Linked DNA regions of Mus musculus: all the other regions are linked to region 1. The links are chromatin contacts, called in public ChIA-PET, capture Hi-C and promoter capture Hi-C maps. All regions are on one chromosome and are shown on one strand. The core of a region is the stretch at or near the end of the contact, and the rest is flanking DNA. Distances in the headings are between cores, read along the strand shown.

Region 1 (5,205 bases), core at 2,642-5,141:
TGATTAGGCAAGGGGTGGGCTTGTAACCTGGGGGTGCAGGTTTGTTGGGGAATAACCTGGAGATGCTGGTCTTGTTGAGGGTGTAACCTGAAGACACTGGTCTTGCTGGGGATTATTCTAGAGACTGGAGCTAGGCTCAGGTTTTGTTGGGGGAGGGGGGGCAACTTGGAAACTAATGCTAGGTACCAGCCTGTAAGTTTACCTGAGTTCAAACTTAGGTCAGGTTCTCTAAAATGAAGTCTGGACTTGGCCTCTTAGTGCCTAATCTTATTGCAACTTGATATGCTATGTTTGTTTGCTATCCCTGGGAAACCTGCCTTTTCTGCAGGACAACAGAGGAGGAGTGGGAGGGGAGGGAGGAGGTGGGAGGGTGTCTTAGTCAGGGTTTCTATTCCTACACAAACATGACCAAGAAGCAGGTTGGGGAGGAAAGGGTTTATTCGACTTACACTTCCACATTGCTGTTCATCACCAAGGAAGTCAGGACTGGAACTCAAGCAGGTCAGGAAGCAGGAGCTAATGCAGAGGACATGGAGGGATGTTACTTACTGGCTGGCTTCCCCTGGCTTGCTCAGCCTGCTTTCTTATAGAACCCAAGACTACCAGCCCAGAGATGGCACCACCCACAAGGGGACCTCCCCCCTTGATCACTAATTGAGAAAATGCCTTACAGTTGGATCTCGTGGAGGCATTTCCCCAACTGAAGCTCCTTTCTCTGTGATAACTCCAGCCTGTGTCAAGTTGACACAAAACTAGGCAGTACAGAGGGTAAACTTCTGTCAGGATGAGGGAGAGTAAATTAATGAAAGAGCCTAGTACCTTGGCACAGGCCTTTAATCTCAGCATTTGGCAGGTAGAGGCAGGTGGCTATCTGTGAGTTCAAGAACAGCCTCATCTAAAGAGATAATTCCAGGACAGCCAGAGCTAAAGAGAAGTCCTGTTCCCAAAAACAAAAACAAAAAACAAACAAACAACACCCCCAGGAAAAAAAATAAACAAATCAACAAAACGTCCTGAGTTTAAATCCCTACCACTTTTATGACCTGGGAGTGGGAGTGTATGTTAGTAGGAGGGCCAGAATTTCAAGGCCATCCTGTAGTGGCTCATAAAGAGATAGAGAAGGGATGTGTTTGGTGGCTTTGCAACCAGGTGTGTGTGTGGGGGTGCCTCTGCGGGCCCATGCTGAGACATCCCTTCCTCCTGAGGGACCAGCCACACGATGGTATAGTATAAAACAGAGTTTATTCAGGGCATGGGGAGGGGAGCTGAGAGGGTAGTAGAGACAGAGAAAGGCAGAGAGAGAAAGAGTAGAGGAGTAGAGGCAGGCCATGAGCACGTGGGGAGAGAGGCAGGAGGGGAAATGGAGAGGGGTGGGGGTGGGGCAGGAGCAAGGGACGGAGGGAGAACAAGAAGGCAAGAGAGGGAGGAGGGGGCAAGCAGCCCCTTTTATAGTGAGTCAGGCACACCTGGCTGCTGCCAAGTAACTGCGGGGCAGAGCCTAGACAAAATGTCAACACACCCTTCACTACATAAGGGTTCAATGCCATCTTGGGTTACCTTGTAAGTTTGTTTTTGTTTTTTGAGACTTGGTCTCTCTGTCATATAGAGATCTACATCTAGACCTGGAACTGGACATGTAGCCCAGACTGGCCTCAAATTCCAGAGGTTCACCTGCCTCTGCCTCCAAAATGCTGGGACTAAAGTTGTGTGCAGCCATGCACTGCAGGTTGGGGTGGAGATCAGAGGTCAAGGCCCCACCGAGTTTTTGGTTTTCCTCAGTCACTCTCCACCTTAATTATCCAGGCCTTTCACTCCACCTGGAATTAAACTCTTGGCGACTGAGAGGAATCCTCCCCTCTCCATCTTTCGTGCTGGAGTTATAGACAGCGCTCTAAGTGCTGAGATTTTTACAGGTGCAGAGGAGGGGCATGTGGGTGAACTCGGCTCCTTATACAGAAGCCATCTCCCCAGCTCCTCTCTTTGTTTTCCTGAGAGAGGCTTCTCTGTAGCACAGGCTGGCCTTTAAACTACAAACCCTGGGTAGTGGCAAATTCTGTAAACCCAGCACATAGAAAGCTGAGTCAGGGGGATTGCCAAGAGGTGAAGGTCAGGGTGGAGAGGACTTTTTTGTAGAGTTGCCCCAGGTTCCATCCCAAACTCAGATAATCTAGGAGCCTGTAATCCCATTAATATGGGAGTGAGATGGACAGGGTTAGCCTGAGCTGCTCTATGGGCAGTGCACTCTAAAGTTTTGTGTGTGTGTGTGTGTGTGTGGTTTTTCGAAACAGGGTTTCTCCATGTAGCCCTGGCTGTCCTGGAACTACTCTGTAGACCAGGATGACCTCAAACTCAGAAATCCTCCTGCCGTTGCCTCCCAAGTGCTGGGATTAAAGGCCTGCGCCACCACTGCCCAGCTTTACTTTAAAAATTTATGTATGTATGTATGTATGTATGTATGTATGTGTATGAGCGCTCTACATGCCTGTATGCCTCCATAACAGAGAGCATAAAACAGAATAGGGCATTAGATCCCATTATAGATAGTTGTGAGCTATCATGTGGTTGCTGGAAATCAAATTCAGGACCGTGGGAGGGAGCAGCCAGTTGCCCTTAACTGCTGAGTCATCTCTCCAGATCCTTCATTGTCTCCAATGAAGAAGAAAGAAACAAAAGAAAGAAGGAAGAAGGAGAAAGAAGAGAAAATGAAAAAGAAAAAGCCTGGAATTGTGTGCTCTATGCCTTTGATCCCAGCACTCTGGAGGCAGAGGTCAGTGGGTTCAAGGTCAGCCTGGTGTACAGAAAACAGGAAATATATATGTGTGTGTGTATATATATATATATACACACACACATATACACACACACACATATATATAAAAAGATAAAATATACATACTGATACAAAATGCAAAGACATCTTTGGCTATGGTGAAACTTTGTCTGAAAAAAAGTAAAGATAAAAACAACAGAACACATTAAAAAGGAAAAGTAGGGGTTGGGGATTTAGCTCAGTGGTAGAGCAAGGCCCTGGGTTTGGTCCTCAGCTCTGAGAAAGAAAAAAATAAAAGACAAAATAAAAAGGAAAAATAATACAAAACAGATTTATCTTTTTCTCTCAACAATATGAGCTCCAGGAAGAAGAGATGACTTTTTTTTAAAGATTTATTCATTTATTATATGTAAGTACACTGTAGCTGTCCTCAGATACTCCAGAAGAGGGCATCAGATTTCGTTATGGATGGTTGTGAGCCACCATGTGGTTGCTGGCATTTGAACTCGGGACCTTCGGAAGAGCAGTCGGCGCTCTTAACCACTGAGCCAAAGAGATGACTATTTTATCATGAGCCAAACGGTGGCTAGCACATACAAAAATTTTGGGAAAGAGTTCTCTCTCTCTCTCTCTTTTTCCTCCCTGTGACAGGGTTTCTCTTTATAGCCCTGGCTGTCCGGGAACTCACTCTGTAGACCAGGCTGGCCTCGAACTCAGAAATCCGCCTGCCTCTGCCTCCTAAGTGCTGGGATAAAAGGCGTGCACAACCGCTACCCGGGCAAGAGTTTCCTGTCAAATCCAACGTAAACGCAAAGACCCTGTTCATGCAGGCACTTTTTGACAGGCTGCGGAAGGATATGCGACGTGGTGCATCACTTAGACGCATGCGCACAAGGTCCGGGAAGTGTAAGGAGAAAGGGCGGACCTTCCATAAGTGTCTCGCGGTCATAGGCGGTTAGCTAGAGCGCGAGGCTGAGACCGACCTAGGTCCGATCACGCATGCGCAGTACGACAGCCGGGCCGCGGATGTTTAGCCATTTCAGAATGAGTACAGTTTTGGCGCATGCGCAGTGCCCCTGGTAAGGCCTGGACTGCTGTGAGGGTGTCGTTTGACTCGTACGGCGCATGCGCATTGCGAAAGGCGGAGGGATTCGAGTCGTCTCCACTCCCAGTTCTGGTCGCGAGCTGAGGCCGCGCGGGTTGTGAGGAGAGGTCTGGTTTGCGCGCGCTGCGCGGACCACCGAAGCTACCTGACGCGGGCGCCGCCGAAGTGGAAGTCGGAGCGGGAGTTTTTGTTTGTGAAGGGCGGCCGCGAGGCCTGAGGCTAACGTCAGGCTGAGGAGAGCGCCGCGCGGTGAGTGAGTGGGTGAATGAGAGGCCTTAACGGGGAGTGGGGCCGCTACCCACAAGCCCTTGCGGGGTTCCCGAACCCTTTCCCCGCTGCTGTGGCCCGTTTCCCGGGTTAGTGCCTTTGACTTCTCCCTCTGCGTCCCCCATCCTTTACCCAGAGTTCTCTGGGCACTCCAGCCTTCTTTCCCTCAGGATCCCCCTCCCCCAATCTCCTGCGGTCCCCTACCCACAGGCCCTTGCGGTTTGTGTGTTGCCTTTTTTTCTCGCCTTTTTTTTTTTTTTTTTTTTTGGTCGCATCCTGGACCTCTACCCATAATTCCTTTCGTCTCTCGGCTCCTAGATATTTTACGCAGAGGCCCCTGGCTTCCTGGATATTATCCTTATGGCCTCCCTTGAAATCCCTACTTCATAATCTTAAAGGTATGAAGCGAGCAACCTCTAGAGCGCGAGGCTTCGACCTGGGTCCCACACCTCCTACTCCTTTTCCCCTTTGTTTTCTGTTACCAGCCTTAAGTTTTTCAGCTCTTACCAAGAGCTTTTCTTCAAGCAGATGTTGGTCACTCCCTTGACCAGGATAGCAGCATCCGTCTCCAAATCTCACACCTGTTTGTTTGTTTGTTTGTTTGTTTTGGGTGAAGGGGGCCTAAAAGAAAGCAGTGCTAAGTAAAGTATGCTAACATAACGTTTCTGGTCTTAGATTTGGCAAGATGACACAGTTTCTGCCTCCCAACCTTCTGGCCCTTTTTGCACCCCGAGATCCCATCCCATACCTGCCACCCCTGGAAAAGCTGCCACATGAAAAACACCATAACCAACCTTACTGTGGCATTGCACCATACATCCGAGAGTTTGAGGTGAGCATGTTGGGAGGGAGGGTTTAGCTCTGGATGGGGCAGGCTACCCTGAGGCATTCGGCTTCAAAACAGTTTTAGTTGTGTGGTTCACACATGTGGCTTTTACGTTTTCTGATCATGTTTTGTGCTTTTGTGTGCATTTTAATTTTTTTAATTATACTTTTGTATATGTGGGTGTATGTGCAAATCTGTGAATGTCGGAGGACAGCTTGAAAGAGGCCATTCTCTCCA
Region 2 (5,288 bases), core at 271-2,770, 560 kb after region 1:
TTACTGAGGGGTGTGAGTGGAAGTAAGGTCTAGACCCAACTTTTGACTGGGTGGGAATAGGGGTGAAACTGGAGATGAGTTGGAGGTGTAGCTTGAAGCCCAAAGTTCTATAAGCATTACCTCAAAACACAGATACTGGTGCCTGGACTGGGGATAGAGCTTGCTTCTGGTTGAGCCCAGACCAAGAATGAGGCTGGGATTGGCTGAGCCTGAATCTGGGACGGGAGTTGGCAAAATGTGGGAGTGGGTATGGAACTGGGCTCTGGCTAAACCTTGGTGTAGAGGTGGGGCTCTGCTGCCTGGGTAGGTGGGACCTCACCTGTGAGAGCTGGGCATTCGCATGGCCCCAAGCTCCCCTATCCAGCCTGTCTTCTCATCCCGGAAAGTGAAGATACGGCCCCCAATCCTGTTATCTGCCTCCAGGATGGTGACCTAAAGAAAAGCGGCCAACAGGGACCTCAGCTCCCTCACTACATTCCCACTAGCCCCTGCCTGTCTTGCCCCCAATAGTAAAGGACACCTAGAATAGAAGGGCCTTTCTTCTGGGTAGGAGGGGCTGCTCGGAAAGAAAGGTCTCAAGACTGTAGCAGGAAGACTAGCAGATGGACTGTAGAGGGACTTCCCAGCTTAAGGCAGGAAGAGGGGGATTTCCTAGTTTGTACAGAAGAGTTGGGGCTGGCCCAATCTCATTCCTAGGGTTAGGTGAGGGATACTCTCCCTTGAGGATTTCTCAGGCCCCTTACCTCCAAATCCCCATCTCAACTCTTGACAGTTACATTAAGAAGAGGAAGTAGGCCTTCCCTCCAGGACGGGTAAGTGGAGTGCAGTGGGTCAATGAAATGGGGGCTCTAGGAAAGGGTAGCTTCTCTCCGTCACACTACCCAGGACTCCCCACCAGCAGCAGGAAAGGCTCCCTGAGGACTACAGGCAGCACTTCTCACCTTGTGTCCTGCATCACTGAGCATCTTGGCTGCTACCAGCCCTGCCACGCCTGCACCAACCACTACCACCTTCTGGGGCTTCGAAGTCCGATTGAGGCCCAAGGTCACCACCTTGAGTAGCTGCTCATAATCGTGGTCCTCCATACACTTCTCAATAGGGTTCAAGCTGGAGGCTGCCTTCCAGTCCAGAGAGCCTGCCAGACCAAGGAGGGTGGCCGCCAGGACAAGACGCAGGGCTGGCAAAAGGACAGGGTCAGCACATAGGCACCAGAAGTGCAGGAGTCAGCCGTAACCCCAGCACTCCCTCCTCCTCTTGGCTGCTCACTTACCCAGCCCAGCCATGGCTCAAGTGGCAGCTGCTGTCTGAGTGAAGAAGTAGGGGGTCAATGTGGTGGGGCCAGGGATCCCCAGCCTGTCTCCCTCCTTCCTCTCTGGGCATGTATTTCCCCAGACCTAATCTTGACCATTATGGCCTGGCTCCCTCCCCTCCTGCTTTCCAGCCTTGGGTTCTGGGTTCCAGTCATTGCCACCACCCTCCATGTAGCTCTACCTTCAGCTCTCTTGGGCAGGACTGCAGAGCAGAGCCTCTGCGACTCTCCCCTTAAAAGTAGCCAGCCCCGCCCACTCACCTCCCTCGGGAATTAAAAGTGCTTTCCTGAGCTAGGGTCAGATGCTGGGGGAGGTGATGGGAATAAATATCACAGGAGGAAGTAACTCAGTCTATTTTTCTTCTTCCTGCTTCAAATAGCTTTGGGGAAGCTGGGGGTGGGGACTACCCACCCAGGTGGCAGTGTTGATGGTGGACCCTGTGCTCTAGGCTTCTTGGACTTTTGTCTTGGGTCTGCCCATCCCCTCCCCATCTCTCCAAGAATGTCTGTATGAAATGGGCACACACAAGTCTGGGGCCTTTCACATTTGAAGCCCATATAGGCCTACTCATGTCACATGGTCCAGCACAATGGCAGGAATGGAGCCAGGTCAGGGCCTGCATATAGCACCTGGCCAGGTCCAGAACCTGTTTGCTGCAGCTGCAGGAACATGGGCAGGACTGGTTGGTGATGGCTAAGTGGCCACTTGTCCTTTGTCCTTCCTGCTTTGTCTTAAGTACTGCTGGGCAGCAGACTCTAGACTGACACCTCAGAGAAATGACCCTAGAAGCCTCTGCCAAAACTGGTGAGGTGAGGCAACAGGATGCAGGGGGTTTTCCTTGGGGTTGGGGAGAAGATGGGTTAGGAGAACAGCTAGGGTGGGAAATCACAGAGAGCGCAGGCTGGGGAACTCCAGAGCCCATTAAGTAGATGGTGGTTGGTGTATATGTGTGCTCTGTGGCAAGTGCAGTCATGCAGGCTGGAGACCTCAGGTCAGGCAGAACTCTGGCACAGTACTTGGTCTCAGTCTTACAGAGGAACTGACAGTCCTGGGAGGAGGGTGGAGTGGGCAACATCTGCTTCACAGCCTGGAATTTATTTTGGCTCTTTGAGATAGTTTCTCTGTGTACCCCTTGGCTGTCCTGGTATCAGAGATCCACCTGCCTCTGCCTCCATTGTGTGGGGATTAAAGGTGTGTGCCATTACATTTCAACTTATTTATAGACAGGATTTCATTCTGTATACCAGGCTGGCCTCAAACTCCCTATGACCCCCTCCCTTCCCTGAAGACAAGAATACCAGCAGCATCTGTTGCCAGTGCTCCTCCTCAGCTTCTGGAGTTCATTCTGCACCAGTAAGACAGCCCTAAGTTGCCATGGTAAGAGTAAAGGTAGGCCTGGCATACAGGGACTACAGCTTTGAATTTTAAAAGTTTTCACTTATGTGGTTGAGTTTTGCCTTTATGAATGTTTATGTACCATGTTTATGTCTGTCTGTTGCCCAAAGAGGCCAGAGAAGGACATTGGATCTGCTGGCATGGAAGTGACCAGTGGTTGTGAGCTCCCAGGAAGGTCTTGGAAATTAAGCCCTGGTTCTCTGGAAGAACAGTCAGTGTTCCTAACCCTTGAAGCACGTCTGGCCTCAAGAGAACACTTCTGGGTCCCTGGTCAGAGATCGGAGCTACACCTGTTCCCCTAGGAAGCTCTGAGGAGCAAACAGAATGGATTCAGGTATTGTTGCCAAATCCCAAGCTAGTGATGCTATGTGTGACCACATGTATTTATCATCCCAGTCTATCCCCATGATCAGGAGAGTTCAAGGCCAGCTTGGGCTACAATGAGACCCTACCTCAAAAATATAAATATTTAAAACTCCCAAATCCCATGTTAGTGCCAATGGTATTATTGAATGTAAATCAGGAGTGCCGAGGGTTGGGGCACCATTGGGATAGACTCCTTTCCTGGCTATGCTGAGGTCCTGGGAACAAGGCAGGGCATGGAATCAGAAGCTAGGAGCAAGCAAGTAAGTGTCCTGCAACAAAGGCAGGACCCCAGACACTAGTGTGTACATTTGTGACACACCCACCAGCTGTTGCTGGCTTTGGGAAACCCAGCTTCATTATGGGCCTTTTAGGTAGAAATGGTCTTTGGGGATCCCCTGCCCATTGTGGCTTGTATCCAATCCACAGAAACAGTGCCACATCCCGGCAGGCGGTGCCTCCCATGAATCCTAGGGGCAGGGATAGTGGGAGGGGCTCTGGGACCTAACTGCATAGCTTTCAGTCTGAAGTCTAGTGGATTGAATTCAGTGTCACCAAAGGAGGGGGTAGGGTGACCCAGGCCTGGACAGGAACAGAGCAATTGTGGCCTCCACCCTGCCTCCCTACCCCAGAAAGGGGACACTCACTGCATGGTGGTCTTTGTGGGGCTCTCCTGGCGCCCATGGCCTTGCTGGTCAGCCTGGAACTGAGGTCATCCTTTAGCGCAGGCAGAACCAGGATGAATGATAGCTTTCTCCTACAGCCTTGCTAGGCCAGAGAAGCCAGGTCCTGATAGGAAGAGCAGTTGGTAGGCTGTGGCAGGATTTTCTAGAGAATGCCTATTTTTGTTTTGGTTTTTTGAGACAGGGTCTCACTTTGTGGCCTAGGCTGTTCTCAAAACTGAGGCCATTCTTCTGCCGTTGCCTTTTAAGACTATGGCTAACAGGCATGCCACCATGCCCCCTGCTTACCCTGTGACATGGCTAACAGGCATGCCACCATGCCCCCTGCTTACCCTGTGACATGGCTAACAGGCATGCCACCATGCCCCCTGCTTACCCTGTGACATGGCTAACAGGCATGCCACCATGCCCCCTGCTTACCCTGTGACATGGCTAACAGGCATGCCACCATGCCCCCTGCTTACCCTGTGACATGGCTAACAGGCATGCCACCATGCCCCCTGCTTACCCTGTGACATGGGACTATTTGGAATCACCTTTCAGACACACTATCTGTAGGATGTGTTTTTTTTTTTTTTTTTTTTTTTTTTTTTTTTTTAAGATGTTTCCTTAGTGACAGGAATGGTCAACTTTCCCTGTGAATACTTGAGGATTTATAGCCAGCAGTCTGTTTTACAATGTATGAGGATATGGCTGTGTTCCAAAAAGTTTTACTGACAAACAGAAGGTAAGGCCACAGGCAGCCAACTTCTACCCTCCAAGATAGGAACTACCCAGCACTTGGGAGGCAGAGACAAGCAGATCTGATTCAAGGCTACCCTGGTCTACATAGAGTTCCAGGCCAGTCAGGACTATGTACTATGTCTCAAAAAATATGGGGGGAGGAAAGGCGTGCATCACTTAGATGACATACAGTTCAGTTGGCAATGTGTGTGTCTAGCATGCACGTAACTTGGGTTCCATCCCTGCATCATATAAACCAGCTGTGGTGGTGCACTATGATTCCAGCACTCACGAGAAACTTCATTTCAAAATAAAAACGTATTTACAATGAAATTTTACTGATAGCTATTTGGAATGCTTCCCTTCTGTGGGACCACTTTTTCTGGGCGTTCCTCTCCTTCAGAAGCTGAACTTTTGCCAGACCCTTTAATCAAATCAGTAACTGCCCTGAGACCTTTTAAAACTATGTCAGCCTCTTCAAATTTAACTCCTCTTTATAACAAAGTAACCAACTTTTCTAAGTAGACTTGCCCTTCCCACTCAATCAGCTGCTACTTAAGCAAACTTAACTACCTCTTTAAGGCTTGAGAGGACCCAGAGTGTCTGGGTTTGATTCTGGTTCGAAACAACCTTAAAACATCTCATAAACACTAGAAACAGCTTGTGTATATATTGGTCACATCTGTGTGCAGTTTTCAAATGCTGCCTTGTAACATTCCTTAGAAAACTTTTAGAGACCTCTGTAAAAAACAAAAACAAAAAATCAGTGGCTGGATGGTAGTGGTAGGGGCACTTGCCTTTAATCCCAGCACTC
Region 3 (4,989 bases), core at 2,114-4,613, 530 kb before region 1:
ACCACTCCTGAAGTCCAATGTCTGCCTAGACATCCCACTGCCTGGCTTGGCCCCACCACAGGCCAAGATCCCCCTGTTTGGGCTCGAATCTGCCCCCAGGAGAGGGCGCTCCTGGGAGGCCTCCCACCCCTGGCTCTGGAACTTGAAGAAGCTGAGAACAGAAAAGGAACTTCGGAGGAGATGGGGAATCATGAATTACCTGATCCCTCCAGGAAGATCTCGCTTCCTTCTTCGGAGCGGGCGCTCCTGGTGGGTGGACCCAAACGCATCCTCGACATAGCGGTGGAGCTCCTGCAAGGGCACACCAGCCTCAGAGAGCGCAAGCCAGCGCACAGAGCGACCAAACAGCACTGCGGCCTCTCTGAGCCTCGACCCTTCAAGGACTACTGGGATATCGCTCACCCCAAAAACACACAATCTGGACCCTGCGGCTTGACTCAGACTCGGTCCCTGGGCAGCTTCTCCGCACCTCGGAACCCCGGCCGGATTGGGGTGGGGTGGGAGGCGAGGTCAAGGTTCTACCTGCTTGAGTGCCTGACCAGTCGCTGTAGCTCCACTCTCACTGTTGTAGTCTGGTTACTGGGGAGACAAGGGGCCAATAAGGCCTGAGGACAGCGGAAGGGGCGGGCAGGAGAGATCAGTGGAAGACTCAGCCAACTTTAGTCTTGGACCCAGAGGAGGCCAGGCCAGAGCAGGGGCAGGCCAGAAGACGGGCCTGAGTGGGCGGGGGCAGGGCTGAGAAGACCCTAGAGAACAGCGGTTCTCAACCAGTGAGTCGCGACCCCGTTGTAGCCTCCAACGACCTTTTCACAAGGAGTCACCAGAGACCATCGGACAACACAGATGTTTGCATTACAATACATAACTGTAGCAAAACTACAGATATTTATGAAGTAGCAACAAAAATAATTTTACGGTAGGGCGGGTAAACACAACATAAAGAACTATATTAAAGGGACGCAGCATTAGAAAGGTTGAGAATCCCCGCCATAGAAAGAGCCAGGGGAGTCAAGGGAGTGGAGGTTAGGAGAGCGGGGAAGGGGAGGAGCATAGGTAGGATCAAGGGCGGAGCCTGGGGAAGATCTCATTGTAAAAGGGGAGGGGAGAAAGTGTAGTACTAAGAGGCGGAGCCAGAGGCTGTTAATAAAAGGAGGAGGGGCTCGGATGCTATAAGGGGCAGGATTGCAAGCAGAGGGTGGCATCAGTCCTGTACAGAGCGTTAACTATAGGGGAGAGATGCTCACGGTCTGTAAGGGGCGGGGACTAGAAGGGAGCGGCCGGCGAGTTTAGTGAGAAGGCGGGGCCTTGGGTTTGGGGGCGGGGCGGGCCCTGTTATTTAAAAAGAGCCAAGCGAGGTGCTGGAGATTGACTTGAATGCCTGGGAGGGACACTCGTGGGGCTCGGGACTATGGGCAGTGGAAACTGAAGGGAAACGTTTAGAAGACTAGACTTTGGGACTAGGCAGGGTCCTTCGGGGTCCAAGAAGTGCGTGCCTTGGACTGGTTATTTGGGAAATTCATGGTTTGGAGGAACGCTCACCACGATCTCAGTTCCTACACAGGTTCACTACGCATGCGCAACCAACGGTTTGGGGCCACGCAGGGCAGAGCCGGAAGTGGGAGTGGGCGGAACCTCCAGCGGTCCCATCTGGCCAAGCTCTTCATCCCACGTGGTCCTCTTGCAAGCGGGCTGTGGACGCCACTGCCTGAAGGCTGGGTGTGCCCGACGCCTGCGGTTTCCTGTGGGAGGAAGTGCTGCGATGCCGCGCTCCTTAGAGGCTTGGGCAGGGGAGATCCCACCACCCCTACCTCTAGTGTCTCCAGATACTTCCACTTCTATTGGGCACTATTGTTGGGGATTCCCTAAACGCCTCCCCTAGGCACCCCAAGTACCGAACTTTTTCAACTCTCAAGGAATATTAAAACATCCCAGCTGGCTTCTCAGCCAGTGGAGCTTCCTTGCTCCTGGTCCACACTCCTCCCAGGCCTGGGATGCAGCCTCCTGTCCCTGCAATCATGGAGAAGTACAAGCTTCCATCCCAGCCCCCCAATTTTGTCCTCAGTGACCCACTCTCTACTCTCTCCAGGGTCAGAGTTAGACTTCCCCTTGTTTCTGTCCCCCTCCTCCATCCATCCTCATTTAAGATTCCAAACTTTAGCTTCCGGACGCACTGGCCTCAAGTCTTTGCCCTTTCTCCAATTACTAGAGCCAGAGTTCCCTCGACTCCACTCGGGGCTCCAAAGCCCGCTCTAAGTTGTACAGTATTACCAGGCACTGCTCTAGATCTAAGCTAGCCGCGATGCTATCCCTCTTTTACAGATGAAGGAAAATAGTGGAGACGTCATCAGTAACGCCTATGGTCACACTGCCAATGGATGCTGCAGAGGCTGTGCTGTGTGGTACCCAGCTCCCAGTCTCGCAATCCCCAAGCCAGCTGGTCACTCACCCCTGCAGGCTTAGGTCATCACACCCAGCTCTAGCACCATCATCCAGATCCCCAGCCCTAACTTCATCAGTCCTAGTTCATCACCCACAGCCCCTAACTCTGAGAATAAATGATAGTTCACACTATAACCCTGGGACTAGAGTGCTGTGAGAATTCTAATGGCCTCCCACAGCACTTACAGTAAAATCCTGATTCCTCCATGACTTCCAAGTGAATCCTCTGCTGTCCCGCTCACCACACCCTACGCTCTCTGTGCTCCAGACACACTGGCCATTCTGTCTGCTCTCCAAACGGCCAGCGTTTCTTCTCAAAGCTTGGGACATTTTCTCCCTAGTATCCAAATGACTCAGGTCAAATAGCACCTCCTCCAAGAAGCTTTCCAGGATTATCCTTTTTAAATTAGCATCTGCCCACCTAGTCATTATTGCCATCCGTCTATTTTCTTTATTGACTGTGTATTATACCCACTATATAGATTAGCAAACTGAGGCCCAAGTAAGTGAAATAATCTATCCCAGGCCACACAACCATGGAATGGCAACATTGGCATTCTTTAAAGCTATATCCTGCTCCTTCCCGTAATTTCATACTTTTTGTCCTGCCATGAGCCAGCCCAAAGTTTGATCTGTGTCACAGGATCTGGCCTTCTACAGATTCTTGTGTCATCTACTCTGCCCCAAACTTCATCAAAGAGAGCAGGCATCCAGTCCAAGAAGGTAACATGCTCCACCCCAGGGCCTCAAGGACTTCTCATCTGAGCCCTGAAAGGAGGTCCCAGAACATGCCTTCTGTGTGACTGGGTGGGCAGAGAATAAGGAACCAAGATTTCGTGCCCTCCCCTGACTGGAGACCTCAGCTGGGCGAGGCTAAAGTGGATATAAAAGGGTTGGTATATATTGAGAGTCGAGAGAAGCAGAAAACCACCAGAGGAGAGAGAGAAAGGGAGGGAGGGAGAAGGCAGACGGAGAAGGGTGGGTATTAAAGGGTGGGAGGAAGGCGGTGAGGGAGGCGGGGGCCTCAGAGTGGAAGGAGGGAGCAGAAGGGCGGGGCAAGAGGCCCAACGAGGACAGACTCCAACTCTGACTTCTTCAGCAACTCTCGGTAAGTTTTTCAATCCGTTATTCAGATGGGGCTTTATTTACTGGGCGGCATGGCACCATGGGCGGGGCACCTTAGGCAGGAAGAGACCCTCCACTCTTAGCTCCAGAGGAGACTGGTAATTGAAGAACTGATCTCTCAGCCTTTGTAGTGGGAATACAGGAGAGCTTAGAGCTGTCTATGAGACTTGTCCCAACAGAGCCCACCATGAAGAATGTCCTGTGGCTTCTCCCTGGGGTCTTCCACTCCCTTCTTAGATGAAGGGGTGCAGGAGGGCTCCCAGGGCTGGCTGAGTTCTCTGGACACTGAAGGGTGGTAGGAGGTGGTCTCTCCACTCAGACCACACCCTCCCTGCTGCAAATCCACCTCCCTGAGTGTCTAGAGCCGGGGTCTGCAGTCAGGTCGGGTGAGGACCAGAGACTCAGCCAGAGGCTGGCATTTCCCTGGTGTTGGAGGGAGGGGGGATGAGTCACTCGTGACTCACTCCAGGAGAAAGAAGAGAGTCAGTGAGTCAAGGATGCCTGTCCCGGGGGCAATTCCTGCTCCTGATGGTTCATATGGAGACCCACACGGCCCAGGGACAGAGTGTTGAAGATGCACCAGCTCACTGTTAGTCCTGCCCGTTCCTCTGTCTCCCAAAAGTCCATCTAGGACAGTCTCTGCCCGCCTCCAAGAGCAGGAGTCCCCTGGCTTGCCCTTCTCCCCAGGGAGGAACTGCTCGGCCTACTCCCCTTCTCCCTCACACCAGAGACTTCCCTACCTCCCTGGCCCTCCTCTCTGATTTAGAAAGCCATTCTCCAGCCCTCCTCCCCTAGGATTGAGTGCTCCCACCCTTTGCAGGCTTGCCTCTCCTGCCCTGAGCCAGACATCTGGCAGCCATGTCACTCCTCCTGTTGGTGGTCTCTGCCCTCCACATCCTCATTCTTGTCTTGCTTTTTGTGGCCACTTTGGACAAGGTAAGTTTCCAGCTCACTGGGAACCCCAGATATAGCCCATCTCTAAGACCCCACCTACCTGCCTCTGCTTCCCTTCCTCCCTACCTCTGTGCCTCCTCCTCCCCACTCCTCCCCTTCCCTACTCTTACTTCTGCGTGTGTACTTTCCCCTGGCCTAGCCCATGCATTTGGCCATCAGGAGTCATCCCCACTCTCCCTGACATCTTTTGTCCTGTGTCTCACCTCACCCTCCCCGGTCTCTGTCCCTTCCAGTCCTGGTGGACTCTCCCAGACAAAGAGTCCCTGAACCTGTGGTATGACTGCACGTGGAACACCACCACTCAAACATGGGCCTGCAGTAACGTCAGTGAGAATGGTGAGCATATGGCTGAGGGCAGGGGAAGGCCTGCCAGGGCCAGGGTTGGGAGCCTAGACTAGGCTATGAGCACCTGGGGTGGCCATAGGCAGCTTGTCTGGATGGAAAGGCACCAATAAATCCAGAGAGGTTGGA
Region 4 (4,647 bases), core at 458-2,957, 850 kb after region 1:
GCTGCTCTTGCAGGCTTGCAGGTGGAATTCATCAATCCCATCTTCGAGTTCTCGCGGGCCATGCGGCGGCTGGGCCTGGACGATGCAGAGTATGCCTTGCTTATCGCCATCAACATCTTCTCAGCCGATCGGCCTAATGTGCAGGAGCCCAGCCGTGTGGAGGCCCTGCAGCAGCCCTACGTGGAGGCGCTCCTCTCCTACACGAGGATCAAGCGCCCACAGGTACGGGAGCTGCCTGTTGTATATGAGCAGTCTCAGTATTGGGGTCCAGTGGCACATGTTGGGCACACTGAGCCTGGGGCCTGACCACTCAGGGTGCTGGCTTTCCAGACAAAGCTGGCTTTGCAGGACAGGGCCCCAGCAGGACCGACTTGCCTCCTCTCCCTGCAGGACCAGCTCCGCTTCCCACGCATGCTCATGAAGCTGGTGAGCCTGCGCACCCTCAGCTCCGTGCACTCGGAGCAGGTCTTTGCATTGCGACTCCAGGACAAGAAGCTGCCGCCCTTGCTGTCCGAGATCTGGGATGTGCACGAGTAGGGGCAGCCACAAGTGCCCCAGCCTTGGTGGTGTCTTCTTGAAGATGGACTCTTCACCTCTCCTCCTGGGGTGGGAGGACATTGTCACGGCCCAGTCCCTCGGGCTCAGCCTCAAACTCAGCGGCAGTTGGCACTAGAAGGCCCCACCCCACCCATTGAGTCTTCCAAGAGTGGTGAGGGTCACAGGTCCTAGCCTCTGACCGTTCCCAGCTGCCCTCCCACCCACGCTTACACCTCAGCCTACCACACCATGCACCTTGAGTGGAGAGAGGTTAGGGCAGGTGGCCCCCCACAGTTGGGAGACCACAGGCCCTCTCTTCTGCCCCTTTTATTTAATAAAAAAACAAAAATAAAGTTTGAGTACAAGCCATTCCTGAGCCCAGTGTGGAGAGGGTGGGCCATCTCTCTGCCCAGGTGACTGCGCTTGGTCTAGGTTCAGGCCACAGGGGTAGGGGTCGCTCCGCCGAAGACAGGTTATCTTCATACAGCATAGTTTGAGACACTAAGGCGGATGGAGGCCAGTGGAAAAGGAGAGGAACTTTAAGAGGAGGGTCTCAAAAGAACACTTCTTTTTTTTTTTTTTTTTTTTTTTAATTTTATTTATTTTATTATTATATGTAAGTACACTGTAGCTGTCTTCAGACACACCAGAAGAGGGCATCAGATCTCATTATGGGTGGTTGTGAGCCACCATGTGGTTGCTGGGATTTGAACTCCGGACCTTTGGAAGAGCAGTCGGGTGCTCTTACCCACTGAGCCATCTCACCAGCCCAAAAGAACACTTCTTAGGGCCAGGTTTTCAAAAGCTGAGGACTGCATCTGGCCATGAGTGTCATAAGTCAGGAAATGATTTGTGGGGCAACAGAAGTTATACAAGAACCTGGGCGTGTAGGGACTCTGAGGAAAACAGAAAAGAAGCTTGCTTCTAGCAAAGCATCAGGGTAGCATCCACTGTGGCAGTCTTCTAACGCTCCTGCAGTGGGCGCTCGGGGACCGCAGGCCAAACCCCTAAGAGCCAGGATGCTGGGGGCGTGTCCTTGTTCCGTTAGCGTCATGGGGCGGGGCCACTTGCGAGAGGCGTGGTTGTGGGTCCTCCAGAGTGGGACGTGGTTTGATCGCCCAAGCGGGCTAGGGGCGGGACCCAGCGGGCGCGCCGCAGCTCTGGGCCTGCGCGCAGAGGGTTCAGGGGTCACGGCGGCGTATCTTGTGGCGGGAAAAGCTGTTTGAGGCGGTAAGTAAGGAAGAAGAGTATGGGGCGCTCGGTCGCGCAGCTGACGCCTCGAGCAGAGTGCTCGCAGAATGTCTGCAGCTGGGGGAAGGATAGAGCAAGGCTGGCAATGCAAAGGACAGATCCCCTGGAGCTTAGGACCTGGGGTGCGCTGGACTGTCCGGGTGTGGGCTCAGCGGCGTGCACGCTAGCCAGGAGGGAGGGGCCGGAGGTGCAGGGCGTTGGTGCCTGTTCCGCTGTTCGAGAGACAAGGCGACGGTATCAGAAAGTCCAGCAAGAAGTAGGAATGAGCCGGGAATAGTGGCGCACTTTTATCCCCCGCACTCGTGAGGCAGAGACAAGCGGATCTCCGAGTTTGAGGCTAGTTTAGTTTACAGAGTGAGATCCAGGATAACCAGGGATACACAAGAGAAACCCTGCCTCAAAACCCCAAATTTTTTTTAAAAAGTAGGAATGGGAGGAAAAGTAATGCCTTAGAGCCTTTTCTTTTTTTCTTAGTGCGTGCGCTATGATGCGCACGTGGAGATCTGAGGACAACTTTGTGGCGTTGTCTCTTTCCGCTATGTGGATTCCCTAAGATCTAACTCAGGCTGTTCAGCTTGGCCAACAAGCTCAAATATCCATTCCGCTGTCACATCGGGCCCCATGTGATGCTTTATATACTAAATAGAACAAGCAAATTGATACTAGATGGGACAGTCTGCTTACCCAGTTTGGTGTTTGGTGGGGGAGGTGAGACATATCCCACAGTCCCAGAGCAACTGTCACTGCAGGGTCCCAGGGGAGGAGCCAGGTGTGAAGCTGGCAGTGTGTGAGGTACCCTGGGGAAAATGAATGGTTACTGTTTTAGTGTGCCACCATCACCACAGCGGGAGTGGGAGTGAAGACAGCTGTCCTGCAGGATGCTGCAGCTTCAGAGAGCATCCCTCTAGCGAGTGGGGCTTGCACCTGGGTCTGACTGTCCTGAGGGGAATGGGAACGTTGTGCCTCCAAGAACATCCCTGTCCGGGAAAAGGGGAGACTGAGGTGACAGAAGCAGTTTGTGGGAGTGGAGGAGCTTAAGGGGCCACCCCTCCAGGAGAGGTACAGGAATCCTTGGATCTGGCAGCCCTGGGAGAGGTGACATGAAACAATTGTTCAGCCTTTGGAGGCAGGAGGATGGCATGTTCTAAGCCTGCTAGGGCAGCTTGGTGAGATGATGTCTCAAAATGAATAAGAGAGCCAGGATGTAGTTAGTGGTACAGCCTAGAATCCCTCAGTGAGGGGTTGGGGTGGGACTCAGTATTGAGCCCTGCTGAGTTAAACCCCCAGACCTCTACTGGCTTTTGAGACTCAGGCTTTCTAGCTCAGACTTGGCTTTGAATTTGCCTTTGAGGCATACAGCTTGGATTATGGGTAATGGCAGATCCAGTATGGATTGGCTTATATCTGGGAGGTATGTTGTGAGTGACTTACTGGCGAAGCTACTGTTTGTCATAGCACCGCCTTCCCACTCTGGTCTGTGGGAGCCAGCTCCACTGCTTCCCCCGCCTCCTTCCGGAGCTGTGTGTGTGTGTGTGTGTGTGTGTGTGTGTGTGTGCGCGCGCGCGCGCGCATGCTTCCTGACCTGGTGATGGAGGGATGCTCATTTTCTGTGCAGTGCAAAGCCATGTCCCCATGTCAGTGGTCCTCAGTGGTGTCCTGCAGCTTTATTAGTGCAGCGCGTGAACTTGTGTGTTTGGTTGAACTGTTTGGAAGTTGTAGCTGGCATGATATTTCACCACCAGCACCCTACCCAGGGTCCCCTAAAAGCAGCATCTGCTTGCATCAGCACAGGGACCTGATCTGCCAGCTCGACATGGGGCAGTGCAGGTCCTGCCTGCCTTTCCTTGACTGGCTTCTCCTATACTTAGGAGACTGGCAGGGCACCTGCAGTCCCTACTCCAAACACAGAGCCTTACCCCCCAGCTTTTTAAAATCTGATCTTGCAATACAGTGTGGGGCTAAGCTTGAACTCACGATCCTCCCATCTAGGCTTCCCAGGTAACTAGCCGCAGGATAATCCTTTCTTTAGATGTCTTTGTCTTTTTTAAAATATAAAACAAAAGTAGAAGCAGGCCATTCCACGCCTTGATTTACCTACTAGAGACAAAGCCTCTTTGAGACCTTTCACATTATCGTATGGCTTCCTCATTTCTTTATACAGCTGCATAGTACTCCATTGAATAGTACTAAGGGACTCTTGAAACTGTCCCCCTGGGGAGGACATTTAGGTGGTTTCCAGTCCTTAGAGATTTTAAACAATGGTACCGGAAATAACCTTGTAAAATCAGGTTCTTCATGTGCCCTGACCTATTAGGGTCAACCCTTGCATAAGGAATTGCTTGCAGCTTTTAACACCTGTGGTTTTTGACTGAGGTGTGATTTCTATTTAGTCAACTGCACAAGTGTGTGGGAGGCAAACTCCATCCAGAACATTCCTCCATACATCCTCAGATACCAACAGTCTCCTCACTCTCTAGAAGCTAGCAGGTTTCTGGTCCAAGAGCTTTTTAAGATTGATTTATTTATACTTTGGAGTGTTTGCCTGTGTGTTCATACGAGCACAATGTGCATGCAGTGCCTGTAGTAACCCTTGCTGTCAGATCCTCTGGAATTGGAGTTACTGATGAGCTGGTGCTGGGAACCGAACCCAGGTCCTCTGCAAGAGCAGCCAGTGCTCTGAACCACCTCACCAGCCCCCAAGAATTTTCTTTTTTTTTTTTTTTTTTTTTTGTTTATTTATTATATGTAAGTACACTGTAGCTGTCCTCAGACACTCCAGAAGAGGGAGTCAGATCTTGTTAAGGATGGTTGTGAGCCACCATGTGGTTGCTGGGATTTGAACTCCTGACCTTCGGAAGA
Region 5 (5,345 bases), core at 2,610-5,109, 530 kb after region 1:
CAGTGCTGTTGTTGAGGGGTGCTCACACACAGGTTAATGGGGGAGCCCTGGGGTACCTACAATTCCTTATCTTCTGGTGGAGTCTTTAAATCCAGGCTGTGTTCTAGCGGAAAGCTGGCCATGCCCGTCTTTGCTCCTTGTCCCTCATGGCCATTGCTACACGGACAGAATGACCCAGATCATGTTTACACACAACACACATTCTTTGTGATCTTATCTACTCTTGTTCACCCAGGACTGCACAATTTCCATGGTGAGACCCCTTTTTTCTTTTGAGACCTTTTTTCTTTCTAATGTAGTCTAGACTGGCCTCGGAACTCTCTATGTAGCAGAGGACGACCTTGAACTAATCTTCCTGCCCGGACTCCTCAAGTGCTGGGATTAGAAGCCTGCACAACCCCTCTGATTCTGTGGTGCTCACACAGAACCAAGGGCTCCCTGCAAGCCGGTTAAGCACTCAGCCACCCGGTTTCCAGCCTGCCCTGCCGCGAGGTGGTTCTGTTTGTGTGGTTAGAAGATAACTTAGAGTCCTAATGTTTTGGCTATTACAGCTCAGGTCATGTCAGATTTGGGCAGCAAAGTCTGCTTCATTCTGCTGAGCCACCTCACTGCACGCTCTCTGCTTTGCCTGTTATTTGAGTCAGGATTTCTCTGGGTAACCCTTTCTGGCTATCCTGGAAAACAATCAAGACCAGGCTGGCCTTGAACTCTGAGCTCTCCCCCACCCCCTGCCTCCTTAGTGATTACAAGGTGTGTGCCACTATGTTGCTCTTCTCTGCTACTTTGTGGGTTCTTCCTTTAACCTCTCTCCATCCTTTCTATTCCAGCTTTTCAACCCCTTACCACTAGACAGGAGAGAGAAAAGGGAAAAGATCCCTGAATAAAGTTAGGGGTCATAAAGGGATTAGCATAGCATCTGTAGAGTACTTCCTGCTAATTAGGCACCTCAAGTTCCTTGGGACAAGTTTGATCTTTGCTATCTGGACATCTCTTTATTTGTTGTTTTTGTTTTTTGTTCTTTGTTTTTGTTTGTTTTGAGACAGGGTTTCTCGGTTTAGCCCTGACTGTCCTGGAACTCACTCTGTAGACCGACCAGGCTGGCCTCGAACTCAGAAATCCGCCTGCCTTTGCCTCCCAAGTGCTAGGATTAAAGGTATGTGCCACCACGCCTGGCTAGGACATCTGCTTTCTTGTTGCTCTTTGAATATGACTACTTAACAAACTGTACCCAACAGCCCACTCTGCCTCTTGGGGTCGTAGCACTTACAGACCCTCTGAAAAGTCATCAGAATTCCAAACAGCACACAATCACATAAACTAGCTGCAGATGGCAAAACCGTGCCTCTGCTAGAGCAGGAATCGAATCATAGCTGCTGTGAACAGTCTGAAGCAGCCCCTTATCCCACACCTGGGTTTAAAACAAAACATAGTATTAGTGTTAAAAAAAAAAAATCTTGGGCTGGAGAGATGGCTCAGCGGTTAAGAGCACTGCCTGCTCTTCTGAAGGTTCTGAGTTCAAATCCCAGCAACCACATGGTGGCTTACAACCATCCCTAATGAGATCTGATGCCCTCTTCTGGTGTATCTGAAAACAGCTACAGTGTGCCTACATATAATAAATTTAAAAAAAAAATCCCAAAATTGTAACTACACCATTACACCTGATTTTCTCTTGCTTTCTTTTAATTATTTTAAATGTTTCCTTTATGTTTATGGGTGTTTTGCCTGAATGTATGTCTGTATGTGCTTGGTGCCTGTAGAGGCCCAAAGAGGGCATCTGATCCCTTGGCACTGGAATCATACATATTTGTGAAGCTGCCACTGGGTACTTGGAATACAACTTGGATCCTCTGGAAGAGCAGTGTTCTTAATTGCTGAGCCGTCTTTGCAGCACCTCCCATTTTTGAGACAGTCTGTCAAATGTTTAGCCCTGCCTGTCCACAAACTTGCAAGGATTATAAAATCTGTAGTAGGTCTGGAAGGTGGTGGTACATGCTTTTAATTCTAGCACTTGGGCAGGGGCAGGTGGCTGTGAGTTCAAGGCCAGCCTGGTCTACAGAGCAAGTTCTAGCCAGAACTACACAGACAAACTCTGTCATGAAAAACAAAAGAAACTGCTTGCCCTTGACAGTTGTGAAGTCCTGGCTTTGTTCTTCACCCTTTATCTCTGTCGCCCTGCAAAACCCTTTGGGCTCAGCTTCAAAATCAGTTGTTGCCACTGCTGCCATCAACTTCATTTGCAGCCAACCTGCTCCACTAGTGGGCTTTGGGCTCTGCCTGGATTCCTTACTGTTGTTGCTATGGAGACTTTTATGTAGACCAGGCTGGCTTCAATCTCATGAAGTTGGTGTGACCCTTTTCCCTTACCTTTTTTTTTTTTTTTTTTTTTGGTTGGTTGGTTTTTCGAGACAGGGTTTCTCTGTGTAGCCCTGGCTGTCCTGGAACTCACTCTGTAGACCAGGCTGGCTTCAAACTCAGAAATCCGCCTGTCTCTGCCTCCCGAGTGCTGGGATTAAAGGCGTGTGCCATCACGCCCGGCTTCCCGTACCTTTTAATTAATGCCTAGTGTCACTACTCAATCTCTATTATTATTGTTTATTAATTATGAGACAAGGCTGTCGTATTAAGTCAGTTGCCCAATCAGGTTTTGAGCTCACTTTGAAGTGCAAGCAGACTCTGAATTATGTGCACATGTGACACAGGACTTGTGTGGGGCTCAGGGAGCACTTTGTAAGGGTCTCTTTGCTCCTCCCACCATAGGGTTTAGGGAAATTGAACCCAGGTTGTCAGGCTTGGTGGCAGACAAGGACCAGGTGACCTCTCTTGCTGCTCACCTTCCAGTTTAGCTTTTTAAATCAATTATAAAACACGAGATTTTTAAAAAGCCAGCCTACTGCCAGGACATTTGCTCCAGGTGACAGGCATCATAGCTTGGGTGTGCTGTCAGGGGCCTGATATAATTTGGTTAAAGTAGTGTATGAATCAGCAAGGAAGAACAAAGTATAGTCCAAATAGGTTTTCTAGTTTAAAAGAAGGCAGGAGGGAACTTCTCGCATGCAAGAGGCTATAAATTCAAACCTCAGCACCCTATATATAGTTTAACAGCCACGTGTAGTAGTGCACACCCAATTAAAGGTGAAGACAGAAGGCTTAGGAGTTCGAGGTCAGCCTGGGTGCATAAGCTAACACTGCGTAAACACAACGCCACTTACATCGAGCGCAGATAATCTAAGGCTGGATAGTATCACAGGTTAAAAACAAACGGAAGCAAGAAATGCCACTGCACAGTCCTTTCAGATCAAGAACGTGATCTGGGTAAGGCAACTGCTAGAAGGCCCAAGCAACAGTGGGCAGACCCTGGACAAATGGGCCAGCAGCTATGCTGGTCACGCCCAGGCTGCGAGAGACCCGCTGGAAGTTGTAGTCTTTTAGCCACCTTGCCACGTCACCGCCTCCAAGAGGCAAGAACGCCTGGTTCCTACATCTACCCCTCAGTCTGGTGGTAGGTTCCGTCGCGCCACCCATTATCCTGTCTACCGCCTTCTGTCCCTCCAGCAGTGAGGACTTGGTATTGTCTCACCAGCTCGAACTCTTGTAGCACAGTTTCTCTCTTGTCATTTCCAAGTCTGAAACCCTCCCTCCCTGACCTTCTTGGTTTGCTCCAGCCACACCCCCTTACAGTCCTCCATCCCTGTTTGTCAGCGCTGGCTCCCCAGCTCCATAGTCTGTTGGTTAGCGCCGGCTCCTCCTCTCCCCGGCGTTGGTCCCGGCTCTCCCTCTTCTTCCACGTTGGTAGGCGCCAGCCCACCCCCCCCGCATCTCCCCCCAGCTTCGCGTTGGTTGGCGCCGGGCTCCCCTGTTCGCTGCAGTGGTTCGGCCGCGGCGACCCCTCAGCGGCGCGTCCCCCGCCGCGGTCCCGCTCCGCTTCTCCCCGAAGCCGCGCGCCCGCGCCTGTCGGTCGGCGGACCCGCAGCCCCCCGTGAGGCCCACGGCCTCCCACCCGCCATGGTCCGCCCGCGCCGTGCCCCGCACCGCTCCGGCGCCGGGGGCCCCCTCGGAGGTCGTGGCCGGCCACCGCGGCCCCTGGTCGTCCGCGCCGTGCGCTCACGTTCCTGGCCTGGCGGTCCTCGAGGCCCGCAGCCACCGCGGATCCGGGCTCGTTCGGCCCCTCCCATGGTGAGTCCCACGGCCTGTTTCCAGAGCCTTCCACGCACGCCCCGCCCCGCCACCCCTCCCCTGGCGGGCGCCTTTGTCCGCAGCGCCCACGGGCCTCCCGCGGGAGGGCGCACCCAGGGGTCCGGGATCAGTCCTTGATCGGCTCTGGGCGCTCCCCTTTGTTGCGCGGCGGGCTGGGCGGGGGGCGGGGTACGGAGGCGGGGCGGGTTCGAATTACTGCTGACTGCGCGGCCGGCTGCACACGCGCGCGGGGGGCGCCTGGGGTGCACGCTTGTTTTTCCAATTGCAAAGTTGGTCCTCGGCCTCCGGGTCTGGAAATGCGCGAAGCGGCCGGTGGAGGAGCCCGGCGCTTACACGCGCGCCCAGCTGTTGCTCGCGGGGGCGTTGTCCCCCGGGGCCAGATGGCGATTGTGGACAGTCCCTCTATTTGCATACCCGCCCGCCCCGCAGCTAGCCCAGACCTTAAGCCTTAAGATAAAGCTTAAGGTAAATATTCAGCTCTGTAAGTTCGTGGGGTTGTCACCTTTTTGTCCACTCAGTAAACGTGCGCGCACTTTCTAGAAACATTGAGATTTTCTTGGGGCAACAAAATTGCCCCCATTGTGATGGTGGACTCGTGGCCACACCTGCGCATGCTTGGCCAGCGGTAAGCTATTCCCTGGCGTGGTACTGACCACTTCAGACTTCTGACGACGTTGTTCTCCGAGGAGCTGAGGCGGGTCTGTCGCCTGGATCACCTGAGGAACGCAGACACACCCCTCGCTGTAGTACAGCCTAGGCTTGAAGTTTTCTCTTGGTGTTGGGAGCCCTTCCTGGGGTCCTCATATGTGTCCCTTTTCTACAAATGTGACTTGGCTCTGGCCATGCAGTGCGCAAACAGCAAATCAGGCATGCGTAAACACGAACTTGGCGCTTAGTGGGCTTCATGTTCCTAGTTTGTTTCCCTGCTGTTGTGGGCATACAGGTGTTTTTGGGTGCAGGCAAACACACAAGCCTCTTAATGGTTATCCCTCACCCCGCACTTGAATAGTTTTGGATTTTGTTTAGGTTCCTAAGTGTGTTTGCCTGATTTTCACCGACTGTGTGGTGGTGTACATGCTGACACTTGTAGTGTCTCACTGCACACCCAGCCCAGGCAGCCAGTGTGCGGATTTGCTGTAATCCTGAGG

What was found. ChIA-PET counts read pairs in DNA pulled down with a chosen protein or histone mark. Capture Hi-C pulls out chosen DNA fragments and counts their contacts.
Region 2: a capture Hi-C map of macrophages shows a contact between it and region 1, with 4 times the contacts expected there. The contact joins the promoter of Il4i1 here to the promoter of Snrnp70 in region 1. A contact is called at or near these places in 1 of 39 promoter capture datasets (pre-B cells), 1 of 484 Hi-C or Micro-C datasets (cardiomyocytes), 3 of 115 datasets of contacts at active chromatin or transcription factors (bone marrow-derived macrophages, effector CD8 T cells and pro-B cells) and 1 of 9 other capture datasets (macrophages).
Region 3: an RNA polymerase II ChIA-PET map of memory CD8 T cells shows a contact between it and region 1, with 19 read pairs. The contact joins the promoter of Emp3 here to the promoter of Snrnp70 in region 1. A contact is called at or near these places in 4 of 39 promoter capture datasets (hippocampal neurons, liver, pre-B cells and 1 more), 2 of 115 datasets of contacts at active chromatin or transcription factors (memory CD8 T cells and pancreatic cancer cells) and 1 of 9 other capture datasets (adipose tissue).
Region 4: an RNA polymerase II ChIA-PET map of memory CD8 T cells shows a contact between it and region 1, with 7 read pairs. The contact joins the promoter of Pold1 here to the promoter of Snrnp70 in region 1. A contact is called at or near these places in 2 of 115 datasets of contacts at active chromatin or transcription factors (memory CD8 T cells and microglia) and 1 of 9 other capture datasets (pancreatic islet).
Region 5: a contact with region 1 is called in a promoter capture Hi-C map of liver, with 2.4 times the contacts expected there. The contact joins the promoter of Ptov1 here to the promoter of Snrnp70 in region 1. A contact is called at or near these places in 1 of 115 datasets of contacts at active chromatin or transcription factors (pancreatic cancer cells) and 1 of 9 other capture datasets (liver).

What each region holds. Positions count from the first base shown.
Region 1 is chr7:45,394,428-45,399,632 of GRCm38.p6, reverse strand. It overlaps Snrnp70 (small nuclear ribonucleoprotein 70 (U1)), which reads left to right and starts at 3,891. Exons shown (of 10, transcript NM_009224.5): 1 at 3,891-4,124; 2 at 4,818-4,974. The coding sequence starts at 4,828.
Region 2 is chr7:44,832,520-44,837,807 of GRCm38.p6, reverse strand. Il4i1 (interleukin 4 induced 1) reads right to left here and starts at 1,520. Exons shown (of 8, transcript NM_010215.3): 1 at 1,492-1,520; 2 at 1,271-1,304; 3 at 942-1,177; 4 at 320-432. The coding sequence starts at 1,283. It overlaps Il4i1b (interleukin 4 induced 1B), which reads right to left. Exons shown (of 9, transcript NM_001171024.1): 3 at 3,716-3,857; 4 at 942-1,177; 5 at 320-432. The coding sequence starts at 3,752.
Region 3 is chr7:45,919,800-45,924,788 of GRCm38.p6, reverse strand. Emp3 (epithelial membrane protein 3) reads left to right here and starts at 3,363. Exons shown (of 5, transcript NM_010129.2): 1 at 3,363-3,547; 2 at 4,385-4,500; 3 at 4,752-4,854. The coding sequence starts at 4,423. Ccdc114 (coiled-coil domain containing 114) reads right to left here and starts at 574. Exons shown (of 15, transcript NM_001364168.1): 1 at 403-574; 2 at 200-291. The coding sequence starts at 269.
Region 4 is chr7:44,545,875-44,550,521 of GRCm38.p6, reverse strand. Pold1 (polymerase (DNA directed), delta 1, catalytic subunit) reads left to right here and starts at 1,707. Exons shown (of 27, transcript NM_011131.3): 1 at 1,707-1,767. It overlaps Nr1h2 (nuclear receptor subfamily 1, group H, member 2), which reads left to right. Exons shown (of 10, transcript NM_001285517.1): 9 at 14-222; 10 at 391-906. The coding sequence ends at 537.
Region 5 is chr7:44,868,182-44,873,526 of GRCm38.p6, reverse strand. Ptov1 (prostate tumor over expressed gene 1) reads left to right here and starts at 3,859. Exons shown (of 12, transcript NM_133949.2): 1 at 3,859-4,176. The coding sequence starts at 4,006.